Linked DNA regions of Sus scrofa: regions 1 and 3 are each linked to region 2. A link is a contact called in public HiChIP or PLAC-seq data. All regions are on one chromosome and are shown on one strand. The core of a region is the stretch at or near the end of the contact, and the rest is flanking DNA. Distances in the headings are between cores, read along the strand shown.

Evidence for each region. HiChIP or PLAC-seq counts read pairs in DNA pulled down with a chosen protein or histone mark.
Region 1: a contact with region 2 is called in an H3K27ac HiChIP or PLAC-seq map of alveolar macrophages. The contact joins two enhancer-like sites. A contact is called at or near these places in 2 of 2 datasets of contacts at active chromatin or transcription factors (alveolar macrophages and skeletal muscle).
Region 3: a contact with region 2 is called in an H3K27ac HiChIP or PLAC-seq map of alveolar macrophages. The contact joins two enhancer-like sites. A contact is called at or near these places in 2 of 2 datasets of contacts at active chromatin or transcription factors (alveolar macrophages and skeletal muscle).

What each region holds. Positions count from the first base shown.
Region 1 is chr17:51,792,531-51,796,246 of Sscrofa11.1, reverse strand. The region is part of intron 1 of LOC110257431 (a long non-coding RNA gene); the gene reads right to left. Among named protein-coding and RNA genes, the nearest start is that of CEBPB, 72 kb to the right of the region's middle. Within about 2 kb of position 1,591, at least 6 of the 83 cell types and tissues checked have an H3K27ac peak or open chromatin away from gene starts, as enhancers often do. A contact at or near this core is called in alveolar macrophages, where this site is marked.
Region 2 is chr17:51,948,842-51,952,991 of Sscrofa11.1, reverse strand. No RefSeq gene overlaps it. Among named protein-coding and RNA genes, the nearest start is that of PTPN1, 66 kb to the left of the region's middle. Within about 2 kb of position 2,116, at least 28 of the 83 cell types and tissues checked have an H3K27ac peak or open chromatin away from gene starts, as enhancers often do. A contact at or near this core is called in alveolar macrophages, where this site is marked.
Region 3 is chr17:51,774,708-51,778,510 of Sscrofa11.1, reverse strand. LOC110257431 (a long non-coding RNA gene) reads right to left here. Exons shown (of 2, transcript XR_002340007.1): 1 at 2,040-3,803. Among named protein-coding and RNA genes, the nearest start is that of CEBPB, 54 kb to the right of the region's middle. Within about 2 kb of position 1,565, at least 7 of the 83 cell types and tissues checked have an H3K27ac peak or open chromatin away from gene starts, as enhancers often do. A contact at or near this core is called in alveolar macrophages, where this site is marked.

The DNA.
Region 1 (3,716 bases), core at 342-2,841, 160 kb after region 2:
GGGTGCTCTCATTCACTGAGCACCCACTCTATAACAGGCACATCTCTAATCCAGAACACCTGTTAACCCGCTTAATCCCCACATCAGCCCAGGAGGCCTTATTCATACCCCAGCTTGCAACTTCCATAGTCCCATGTTCAGTGAATCACCCTCAGTGAGCCCCAACTCCCCACTGTGTCCCCAGTGCAATGCCATGGACTTCCCACCACCTCTGCTTGCATGTCTCCTGGGACAGGCAGCTCACTCTCTGAGGGCCATATTTCCAAATTCTTGGCCTATCTGCAGCCCTAGGCAAGCGCCAAGGGTCTCTGTGGGCCTCACTTTCACATTTGTAAAAGGGCATTAATCACAGTCCCACATCCCAGGCTGGTTGTGAAGACCCAGGAAGGCCCTTGGCAGTAGTTAGTGCTCAATCAACATGAAGTATGGTCATTAGCCATTATTGTTGCATGTGGCTGGCTCTGCCACCTGCCTCATGCAGGAGCCCTGAGTCTGTCCACATTTGGGGGCCAAGGTGCCTGAAGTGACCCCGGGTCCTGACCCAGGAGCTAGAGGAAGGGGATAGAGCACCAGGTCTCTTGGACCTGCCTGCTGCCTTGCCCTGCAGCCCCTGGCTCTAGCTCATGCCCCACCCAAGGCCACCACCATCTCTGAAGACCCATTGTTCCTGTCTGGCTCAGCTCCAGGGCCCTGGCCCTGCCCAGGCTCCTACTTCCCTCTAGGATACCCCACCGCCCCTGGGTCTCAGGCCTCCCAGATGAGACCCAAATGAGGGTGCCAAATATGGCTGCAACACAGTTGTGGGAGCATCGAGTTCAAATCCCAGCTCTGCCATTTCCCAGCTGTGGGACCTAAGCATGCCACCTCTCTTGGCTTCAGTTTCCTTCTTTGTTAAGTGGGCTGACAGGGTCTTACAGAGCTATAGTGAGGATCCTGTGCGTTTGAGGATGGCAGAGTGCCCAGCATGTTGTGAGCCCAAGGGAACATTAGTCCCACCTCCTGTGCTCCCTGCAGGCCTAGAAGACAGAGCCAGGAAGAGCAAATGCAGGAGCAAAGAGGAAGCGAATGGCCCTGAAGTTGGGGGGCAGGAACTCGGCGAGCAGAGCACTGGATGAGGAGTCCAAGGCCAGGATCCTGGCTCTGATCCTGCTGTGTGACCCTGGACAGGCTGTGGACAGCTCTGGGCCCCAGATGAGAGAAAAAAGAGGCTGAGATCCTTTCTCCCTCGGAAGCAAAGGAGAGGGGCGGAGTCAAGTTTTTTTTTTTTTTCTTTTTTCTTTTTTCCGTCAGCACAAAGGGCTTGAATGAAAACCAGCTGCAGAGACAGAGAATCCTATTGTGAAGGCACTGGAGACTCCCAAGCAGGCGGAAGAGGCAGCTCTTGGGTGTTAGGCTGGGTAAACAGAGGTTGGGGTATTAGCCAGAGACACTAATAGGCAGGGGACAGCTACCCCTCCCTCAGCCTGCTAACCTGGAAGGCTGGGGCCCTCCCTGGGACATCTCTGGTTCAACCAATATCTCTGCTTCCAGACATGGGCCAGCCCTTTGGGCCTCTCAGAGCCTCCGTTTCCTCATCTGCAAGATGGGCACAGTAACAGCACTTCCCTCCTAAACAGCAAGAGGTGTGTTGAAACAGACTCAGGACAGGCTCCTCTCAGTCAGTCTTAGGTTTAATCCTGGCTCTGCCATTCACTGGCTGTGTGACTTGGGGTATCCACCTGATTGATTGATTTTTGGCTTTTAAGGGCCATATCTGCGGCACATGGGAGTTCCCAGGCTAGCGGTCAAATCAGAGCTGCAGCTGCTGGCCTACACCACAGCCACAACAATGCCAGCTCCAAGTCGCATCTTCGACCTACACCACAGCTCATGGCAACGCCGGATCCTTAACCCACTGAGCAAGGCCAGGGATCGAACACACATCCTCATGGATACTAGTCGGATTCATTACCACTGAGCCATGACAGGAACTCCCGGTGTATCCACTCTAACCTGTCTGTGCCTCAGCTCCCCCCAAGAATAGTACTAACCTGCGGGAAGATGAATGAAAAGGATTCAGCGTGGAGCTCAGAGCATAGTAAATAATACCTATTATTATTATTTTCTTCTTATTATTATTGTCTCACGAGGTCAACCTGCTATGGCCCCATCCTCAGAAAGCCTTCTTTCCTCCGAGAACCATCATCTCAACAATCCCATCATGTACCTCTGAAGTGCCTACTATGTGCCATTCTAGGCAAAGCCAACATTCCAGAAAAGAGATGTAAAATGCAACACTTGTGTCTGAAGGACTTGGCACAAAACCGGTGCCCAGGGATGCTGTTCATCTAACACCTGGCCTCCGTGGCTGCTCTACACTGGGCTCATGCTGGGCCTAGGGACGCAGACCTCTCGGGGGCCCCATTCAGAGGGTCCAGGTGGGGGTGGGAGATTGGCATGTGGAAAAGGCAACATTCTGCGACGGAGGAAGCCCAGGGGGCCTCAGGGGCCTGAGGAGGTCAGGGTGGACTTCCTGGAGGAAGTGGTTATGGGTAAAAATAACATCTATTGAATATTTTCTTTATGTGGCACATAATGTGGACGAGCTTGGCACTGTTCTCTACACTAGCCCTCTGAGGGAGACTTTCTTCTCACATACCCTTTCAATGGGTAAGAACCTGAGACCAGAGAGGTCCAGCGCCCCGCCTGAAGTCACACAGAGATGTGATAAAGCTGAAATTTAACCCAGCAGTCTAACTCAGGCACTGCACTGCTCCCTAGACAGTCTCTCCTGCCCCCAGACCTTTGCTCTGGCTGCCCCTTCTGCCCAGGCCACATTCTCACCATCTCCCCTACGAGAAATCACCCCCAATACAGCCTCCTCTAAAGCCTGCCCTCACTCCACGAAGGCCCCCTGGAGGCCTTTCCACGTGGCAAACAAGGTGGTGGGTGAGGGACTGGGCATTCCTGTCCCTGTCCTACAGACTCCTCAAAGGCAGAGCCTGGGCCTTTATTCATCCTGGTAAAAAGAAAGGAAGAGAACAAGCATTTTCTGAGTCCTCCCTGTGCACCCACTACTCACGAATTTTCACAACTCAGTGAGGTGAGTTTATCCCCATTTCCCAGAAGAGTAAACAGAGGCAAGGAAGCGAGGAGGCCCATGACCCTGCACCACCTCATGCCCCCTCGGCTAAAGGAATGAGGGGCACGGTCTCTGGGTGGGAAGGGGGCTCCAAGTGTCTCTGAGCCTCCGTTTGCCTAGTTATGACTTGAGACCTGCCTCTCGGGGCTGCCGGGAGAAGTGAGGCACAGACAGACTTGTTCACCTGGGGCGCAGCCAGCGGGAAACACCCCACAGGCTGGCGGTGATTATTACCGCTCTCATTACTGCTATCACCACGACACGCCCCCTGGGAGGACTGGAACCCCTGTATGCGGTCCTTCCTGTAATGAAACCCTCCTGCCAAGGCCTCAGCCAGGGACCCTGATGGCTCATTTAATTATAATCTTTGGGGAAAAGCTACTAGGGGAGCTGCCTGTGTGGCTGCAGCCTACCGAGGGGTAACTTGACGCCCCTCAGCAGTCCGGCCTCCAGGCCTTTGTCTGAGTCCTGGCCAGATTATTCTCCTGTTTTTCTAACCCCAAACCCGAGCTGGCATGAACTCAATGCTCTGCATTGTCCTGGGAGCAGGCCCCCCAGGCCCCCAGGGCTGGGCCTCATCCTTCCTCCAGCTGGG
Region 2 (4,150 bases), core at 867-3,366:
AACATCAGATCTGAGTCACATCTGTGACCTACACCGCAGCTCACGGCAACAACGGATCCTTAACCCACTGAGTGAGGCCAGGGATTGAACCTGCATCCTCATGGATGTAGTCAGATTCATTTCCACTGAGCCACGATGGGAACTCTGAGAGCAGATCTTAAAAGTGCTCATCTTAAAAAAAAAAAAAGTGCGTCTAACTGTGCAGTGACAGATGTTAACTTGTTTTGGTTATCATTTCACAATATATATAAATATCAAAAACACTGTATACCTGAAATTAATATAATGTTATACATCAATTATACCTCAATTAAAACAAACAGGAAAAGAAAAGTCTAGAGTTGTAGTTGGTTTGTTCCCCTGCACAGCTCTGGAGTGACCTATGGGTTTTGCCTCTGGGTACTTGCATGTGCTTTGTCCTCTGACTAGGTAGCCATTCTACCCTTTTGGCCCAATTAATATCCCTTCCTCGTTCACAGTTCAGCTTTAATGTCACCTCCTCAGGGAAGTCTTCCCTGATTTTGCAGACTAGCTTCAATCCCCCTGTCAATGTCCTTACATCATTCATTCATGTTTTTTTTCCTTCACTTAAACATTCAAATACTTGTCCAACAAACATCCACAGAGCACCTTCCCTGCTCTGGGATTTGTTCCAGACACTGGGGACACAGCCCCTGTTTTCATGGAGCTCACCATTTGGGGATCATTCAATAAACAAATAAACAGACAACATAACTTCAGATTGATACACGTATGAAGTAAACAAACAGGGTGACATGGTAAGAGAGTGCCTGGTGGGGGCTTCTCTGAGGAGGTGATGTTTGAATCAATATTTTTTGGGGGCGGGTGTACCACACTCACGGCATATGGAAATTCCCAGGCTAGGGGTCAAATAGGAGCCACAGCTGCCGGCCTATACCACAGAGGCAGCAACTCAGGATCCGAGCCTTGTCTGCAACCTACACCACAGCTCATGGCAACATCAGATCCTTAACCCACTGAGGAAGCCCAGGGATCAAACCCATGTCCTCACGGATACTAGTCGGATTCATTACTGCTGAGCCACGACGGAAACTCCTGAATCAATATTCACATCAAGAAGGAGCCAGCCATAGGAAGATCTGGAAAAGATGAGGGAGAGGGAGCAGCAAGTGCAAAGGCCTTGGGGCAGGAACATACCCGGCATAACTGAGAAACAGCCAGGAGGCCACTGCGGCTGGAAGCACATGGGGAAAAGTGAGCTCAGAAACTTAAGGCGGTGGCAGGTTGTGCAGGGCCTTGAGGCCACACTAAGTCTCAGCTCTCATCGCTATTTGCAGTTCTGCTTTTTCACCACTATTGGAGTGGCGTTTTGCTTTTGATTGTGAGTTCCCCGAGGGGGCAGCCATGTCCCTTCTGAACCCCAAGTATCTGTCGATATGACTCATAGTACATGTAGTTCTCAGGCCAGGGACCCCAGAAGCAAGAATTCTCACTGTTTGGGAGGTGATCCCAGGAAGTAAGAAAATGGGGACATGAGACAGAGAAGAGAAGGCAGCTGATGCAGGGTACCTTTTTGAGCTCCCACTGGGGAGCACTGGGACCAGTGTAGGACATGCCTGCAAAGTATTCCCACCCAAGGGGTGGGAATGTTTTGTTTGTTTGTTTGTTTTTTGTCTTTTGTCCTTTTAGGGCTGCACCTGTGGCATATGGAGGTTCCCAGGCTAGGGGTCTAATAGGAGCTGTTGCTCCTGGCCTATGCCAGAGCCACAGCAATGCAGGATCCAAGCTGCATCTGCGACCTACACCAGAGCTCACAGCAATGCCGGATCCTCAACCCACTGAGCGAGGCCAGGGATCCAACCCGAAACCTTATGGTTCCTAGTCGGATTCATTTCTGCTGCGCCACGATGGGAACTCCTGGAAATGGGTTTTTAATCACCAGCTCCCATGTCGCTGGTTGAGGGCTGCTTCAGGCCTGTCAACTCACAGGCACTTCAGGCCTGTCCTGCATGGGCTTAATAGGCTCTGGTGGCCAGAAGGAGCCCTCAGCAAAGAGGAGCCATTGGACAGTGAGCAGGAGGGCACAGTGTCTATTTCAGTAAACAAATAACAGCTGACCAATAGAATAGCCCAGAAGGAAGTGCCTCTGAACACATTAGCATGGGCACCACTTCCTCTTGAATTTTCAGTGAATCCCCAGAGTGCCTCAGGGGTTAGCTTTTGCTCCAGTCTCTTGGTTTTTGTGTGGCCAGGATGGAAGTTTCTGGAAGGCTGCCCTGCCATCCAAGGAGGCCGGGGCTCACCACATCCTGGGAAACTGGAGAGGAGAAATCTGGATTTTTCTCTAGGAAGCAGTTTCCTCAACAGTCCTGAACAAGGCTTTATCAGCGTTCAGCTGTCTACTCGGGCAGGCAGCCCTGACGGTGTGGGCTGTGCATTCCAGGAGCAAAAAAAAAAAAAAAAAACCCGCCCTCCTTCCCCCGCCTGGGAAAACTGGACTGCACTGGGATGGCACAGTGCCCTCCACCCACCACCCGGAAATGGGCCTGGCTGGCAAGGGGGCGGGTGAGGAGGAAGGCAGAACTGTTTGAACATGTCCCTCGCAGCCTTGGAAGGGGTGAGAGATGGCAGGGGTGAGCTGCAGAAACGTGACGAGGTTATGGTTTCCCCTTGATGCAAATCCTCCTGCTCGTGAATGGGCTTGTGTGGACAGAGACAGGGAGTGACATAAAGATGTGCTGGCGCGGAGACGCCTTTCAGACGAGGAAATCAAAGAATGCTGCCTATTACCCGAAACTGCGCCGGGCACTTGGTAATTGGTGGGCATCATCCCATTAGACCAGGGTTCCTCAACCATGACTATTAACATTTGGGGGAGCACGGGGGGTACAATGTCCTGTGCATTGTAAGATGTTTAGAGGCATCTCTGGCCTCTACTCTCAATGTGCCAGAAGCAGTTTCCCATGCCCATCCAACAATCAAAAGTGTCTCCAGACATGACTACGTGTCCTCCAGGGCATGAAATCACCCCTGGTTGAAAAACACTGCATTAGACCCACAAATACTTACACATGAGGGCTTATTTTGTTCTAAGAGCTGTGTTCAGTGCTTTACATGTCTCAGTGCATTGCGTTTTCACAACAAACTTAGGCTGGGGCTGATGTGGCAGCTCCATATCATTGTGCCCAGGCTGCTAACTTGTTTTCCCCGCCCTACAGTGTTTTCTCATGGTACAGCATGCCTTGACCCCCACATCCACATTATAGCCAGTGGGAAGTGGAAAAGGGAAACGGCATATTTCTTCCCTTTAAAGTACAACCCGGAAGTTATCCATAGCTTAAGGCTACACCCCATTGGTCAAAACTTGGTCACCTGGCCACACCTAACTGAAAGGAAGGCTGGGAAATGTAGTCTTTATAGGGACAGCCCTATGCTCAGCTACAAGTTTGTTGCTATGGAAGTAGAAGAGGAGACTGAGGGACAACTAGGAGTCTTGACTATGTCCCAATTCATAGATGGGGAAACGAAGGCACAGAGTGGTTAAATACCCCTCTAAGGTCACACAGAGAATAAGGAAATAAGGTAAGAAAACGGATATAAAGTACAGGTGCTCAAAGCCAGTCTTCTTCCTTCTGATACATCCTTCGAGTATCATCCACCGCAATTTATCAGTTCCAAAGGTCTCATTTAGAAGAGAATGCTGAACGTTTTCCTGTACCTCCAGGACTGATGAGTTTCCTTCAGCCCCTGTAACTCACACCTTTTAAGTCAGGTGCAACCCAAGGGTTTTTAGGATCATTTCTCTAGTGGCACAAAGGGCCCATGGCTCCTGCTTTCTTACATGTATAGGTGGGAGATCTGTTGAGGCAAGTTCTCAGCCAAAAAGATTTACCTAAACTGCAAGGAAACTGAGGCCCAGAGAGAGGAAGGGACTTTCTCAAGGCCAGACAGTTGGCTCCTGACAGAACCAGGGCTAGGACCCCAGAGGACCATTGTGAAACTCTGTCTTCCAACTTCTGAAACCTGGGAGGTATCCATCCTCCTCCACCATCTCATTGCCTGTTCTCTGTCCTGTGCATTTGTTGCCTTTCCTGATTTTAATCCCTCTACTGCTGGGTTAGTGAGATTTTGAAGGTGAAGTTTACACTTTGGTGACACCATTGTTGTC
Region 3 (3,803 bases), core at 316-2,815, 170 kb after region 2:
TGCATTCAAGGTCTGCTCTGGGATCAGGGAGGAAAGAGGAGACAGTTGGGGAGTTGGAGGACAGGCTCCCCCTCGGGTCAAGGAAGTCTCCCAGTCCACCTCCCACCCCCAGAGGAGATGCCTGCCCAGCCAGACCTGGAACAGTGAGTGGGAGTTTGGCACAGAGAAGTAGAGAGAAGGGTGCTCCAGGCAGAAGGCACAGCCTGTGCAGACAGCAGGCATATTGCCTGGCGAGCCTCCTTTCTCCCCTTAGGTCTCAGCTCAGATACCACCTCCTCAGAGGAGCCCTCCTGCTACCTTGATGGGAAGGAGGTCCCACCCTGTGCCCTCCATCAAAGCAGCTTATTTTCCTTCGTGCACTTAGGACAGTCTCGCTCGTTTGTTTATTATTTGTCTCCCCTGCCAAGTTCCCCCAGAGCAGGGACAGTGACTGTCCTGCTTGCTGCTCTGTCCCAGAGTCTAGCACAGCACCTGGCACACAGCAGACACCAAACAACGTGCTTGGGCACAATTCGAACAAGTCAGTCCCTGCTCTGTGCCTCGGTTTCCTCAGCTGTGAAATGACCATCGTACCCACACTCACCTCACAGAGGTGTTGTAAGAATTAAATGAGTTAGTATTTGTGGGGCCCTTAGAACAAATCCTGGCCCACAGTTGGTGCTCTGCATAAATGTGTAAATAAAAAATATAATAAGTGCATAAAGAGAATTATAGATGCATGGATTGGGAAGTCGTAATACTGCAAATCACCAAGTTGTGTAATCTAATATGCTACGGCTTATGTTTACTTTACTCATTCTCTATTTTACTTTTTCCAACTTTTTATTTTTGACAAATTCCAAACTCAAAGAAAGTAAACAAAACAGCACAACAAACACCTCAATGCACCAGTCACTGACTCTCCCCTTTGTGTGTGTCCCCTCTGGCTAGATAGAACAAGATGAACATCTATATTTTTATTCTCTTATTTTTTCTTTCTGACCCATATGGGAGCCGGTCAAAGACATTCAGATGATTTCCCTCTAAACTCTTCGGCTGCTGTGATTTTTTAAACTCTCTTGCTCAATGAATGAATTCTCTGGAAACAATTGTAACCTATTACCTGATGTTACAAATCTGTAATGCTACAATCCACTAATCTGTGAATCCTTCAGCCTGGAAACATTTGGTTCTAGAAACCACCCTCCGCTGGTTCTCAGAGTCCACACATGCTTGAGGTTCTACCTCTCACTCATCTGGGATTCCCGGAGCCCTGCCCCTGGGGTTCAGGAAATCAGCAAGGCGTTTGGTGCTTCTGAGCCCAGATTCCCACTTCCCAGAAGCCGATGCCCGGGACTGAGCAAGGGGAAAACCCAGCCAGTCCCAGCTCCCAACACAATGCCAAGCCCCAAAGTTGCCAAGTGGCACAGGGGCCTGGGTCACAGGACCAGGGGTGAGACCCTGGCCCGGTCACACTCAGTGGCCCTGTGGGGCCTCCCTGGGGTGCCCAGGCCCTCCACAGGCCAGCCTGGTGAGGGGCAGACAGGAGGCCCCCACCTCCACCCTGCTCATGGAGCAATCCTCTGAGTCACCCCCACCTCATGACTCGCCTGCCCGCCACCACCAAGGCCTGTAATTAAGCCTCCTCCGAGGCTGGGTTTTATCGGCCCATCGGGCAGACCTGGGAGGGGGACGCCCCGGAGGTCCCCCACAGACACAGCCCATCCTGGGGCTCGGTGGCACGCCATCCGGGCGTGCCTCTGCCATAGGTGGCAGCTAGCCCCAGGTCCAGAGGCTCACTTTCCGCTCCCAGAATTCCCACTGTCCATTCCCCGAAACTCTGCCTCAAGTACCCACCATTCAAGCCATTTTCCTACTAAAATGTAAAGTGAGCACTCACATTTCAGAATGAATTTTCCAAAGCCCAGCAAGGGAACCAGCTCTGCTAGGCACCCTAGAGGTTAAGGATGTCTTAGTGGAAAGATGCCTGTGGTGGTGGCGGTCGGACAGGCCTTGCAGTGGGTGCTGGAGAAGAGAGGAAAGACAAGCTATCTCCTTACCTCCTCCCCTTGTCGGCTGCCCTGACCCTGGAGGAAGTTACTCTGCTGCCCATTCTGTAGATGAGAAGACTGAGGTCCTGAGAAGCTTCAGACCAACTCCCATCCTCTAGGGTGTGGCATCGGGGATTGTGCTGATGTTGAGGGAGTGGGTAAGGGCCTTTTCCAGGGAGGGGGATCCCTCCACCCCCAGCAGAGAGGACAGCAAGAGCAGTCAAGCTGCGGTCAGCACCCTGAGTTCAAGTCCCACTTAAAACCCCTGTGCCTCAGTTTCCCCAACTGTCGACTACAGATAAAAAAAAAAAAAAAAAAAACAGCATCTGAATTAAATACAGCACGTAGTGAGATGCCTCCCAAAGACAAGAGTAGGCCCTTTCCCTTCTCCTCTTGATGTTGGCAGATCCCTCCTAACCTGGGTTGATGGGAGGCAGGGAGGCCAAGGTGTACGGAGAGGCTAACTCTGTGCCTCCCATCCCCTCACCCCCACCCCACTACAGGCCCCTGGAGGCTGCAGCGGATCCCTAGGCTGAGCCCCCGCTCCAGGATGGGGTCCCTAGGATTAGCATTCCCAACCCCACACCTGCAAAGACACACAAAGACACATCTCAAGGCCTGCAGCAGGGCTAGTTGCTTCGCAATTATTAATAATTTCCTCCCTCCATCCCCCCCTCCCCCAGACCTGCTCAACCAGTCTCCCCACAGGCAGCAGAGCTGGCCTGACATTTGAACCAACTATTATTCTCTCGCTTCTGAGAGAAGCAAGAGGAAACGTGGGACCTGTGTCTTGATTCTGGGGGTGGGGGAGCACCCAGGCCATCCATAGGTCCCCCTTGATCCTGAGGCCATGAGCACAGCATTCAAGCTCCCCAGGGCAATGGGATCATTGTCCCTTTCCTGAAGACCAGGTAAGACAGAGATCAAGCCCCTGCCAAGGGGCAGACTGGAGAATCCTCTTGAATGGGGGCAGGAGTGTGTGGATGGTTGAGTCAAAACTTGGGGCTGCAGTCATGTCCTGGCTCTGCCTTTATTTGCTGTGTGGCCTTGGACAACTCTTTGCCCTTTGTGAACCTCCATTTTCTCATCTGCAAAATGGGGTGACGAATCCCCACATCGTAGGGTCAGTGGAATTTAAAAAGCCCCAGACCTAGGGCCCACCTATTTCTCTGGGGCCAGGGTCTGCTAATATTCTTACCTCCTGGGAACTCTGCAGGGAGCTGGGCCAAGGTGCGACTCCTGAAACAGAGCCCTGAGGCCTGGGGAAACCAAAACCTCAAAGCCCATTTCCAGCCACATCTCAAATCCACCAATGGGGACAGGCCAAGGTACCTGCCCCCCAGTTACTCCCTGGCTCCATAATTAGCATTTGGGCTTCTTTCTGACAGGCAGTGCCTGCAGCACCCAGCACACAAGGTCAAACCAGAAAGGTCTGGTGCTGCCCAAGGCGCCCACACTGGCCAGAGGAACAAAGGGTGGCTCTGGGGCCATGGGAAACCTCGAAGGCCTCTGAGCATGGACAGGACCTGAGCTGGGAAGTTCAGAAGGTTGAGGATGAAAATTCAGCACCTCACCAGCTCTCCCCCTTACACTTTGGAATATTAGAACAGCCAAGAGTGCAGGCTGCCTGTGTTCAAATCTAGATGTAATACCTGTCGCAAGTGACTATGCTCTGTATGTTGGTTTCCACCTATAAAATAGGGGTGATAATAGCCTAGAAGTGTAGGAAATTTAAATGAAGCAATGACTTATAAAGCAGAGATCGTGATGGTA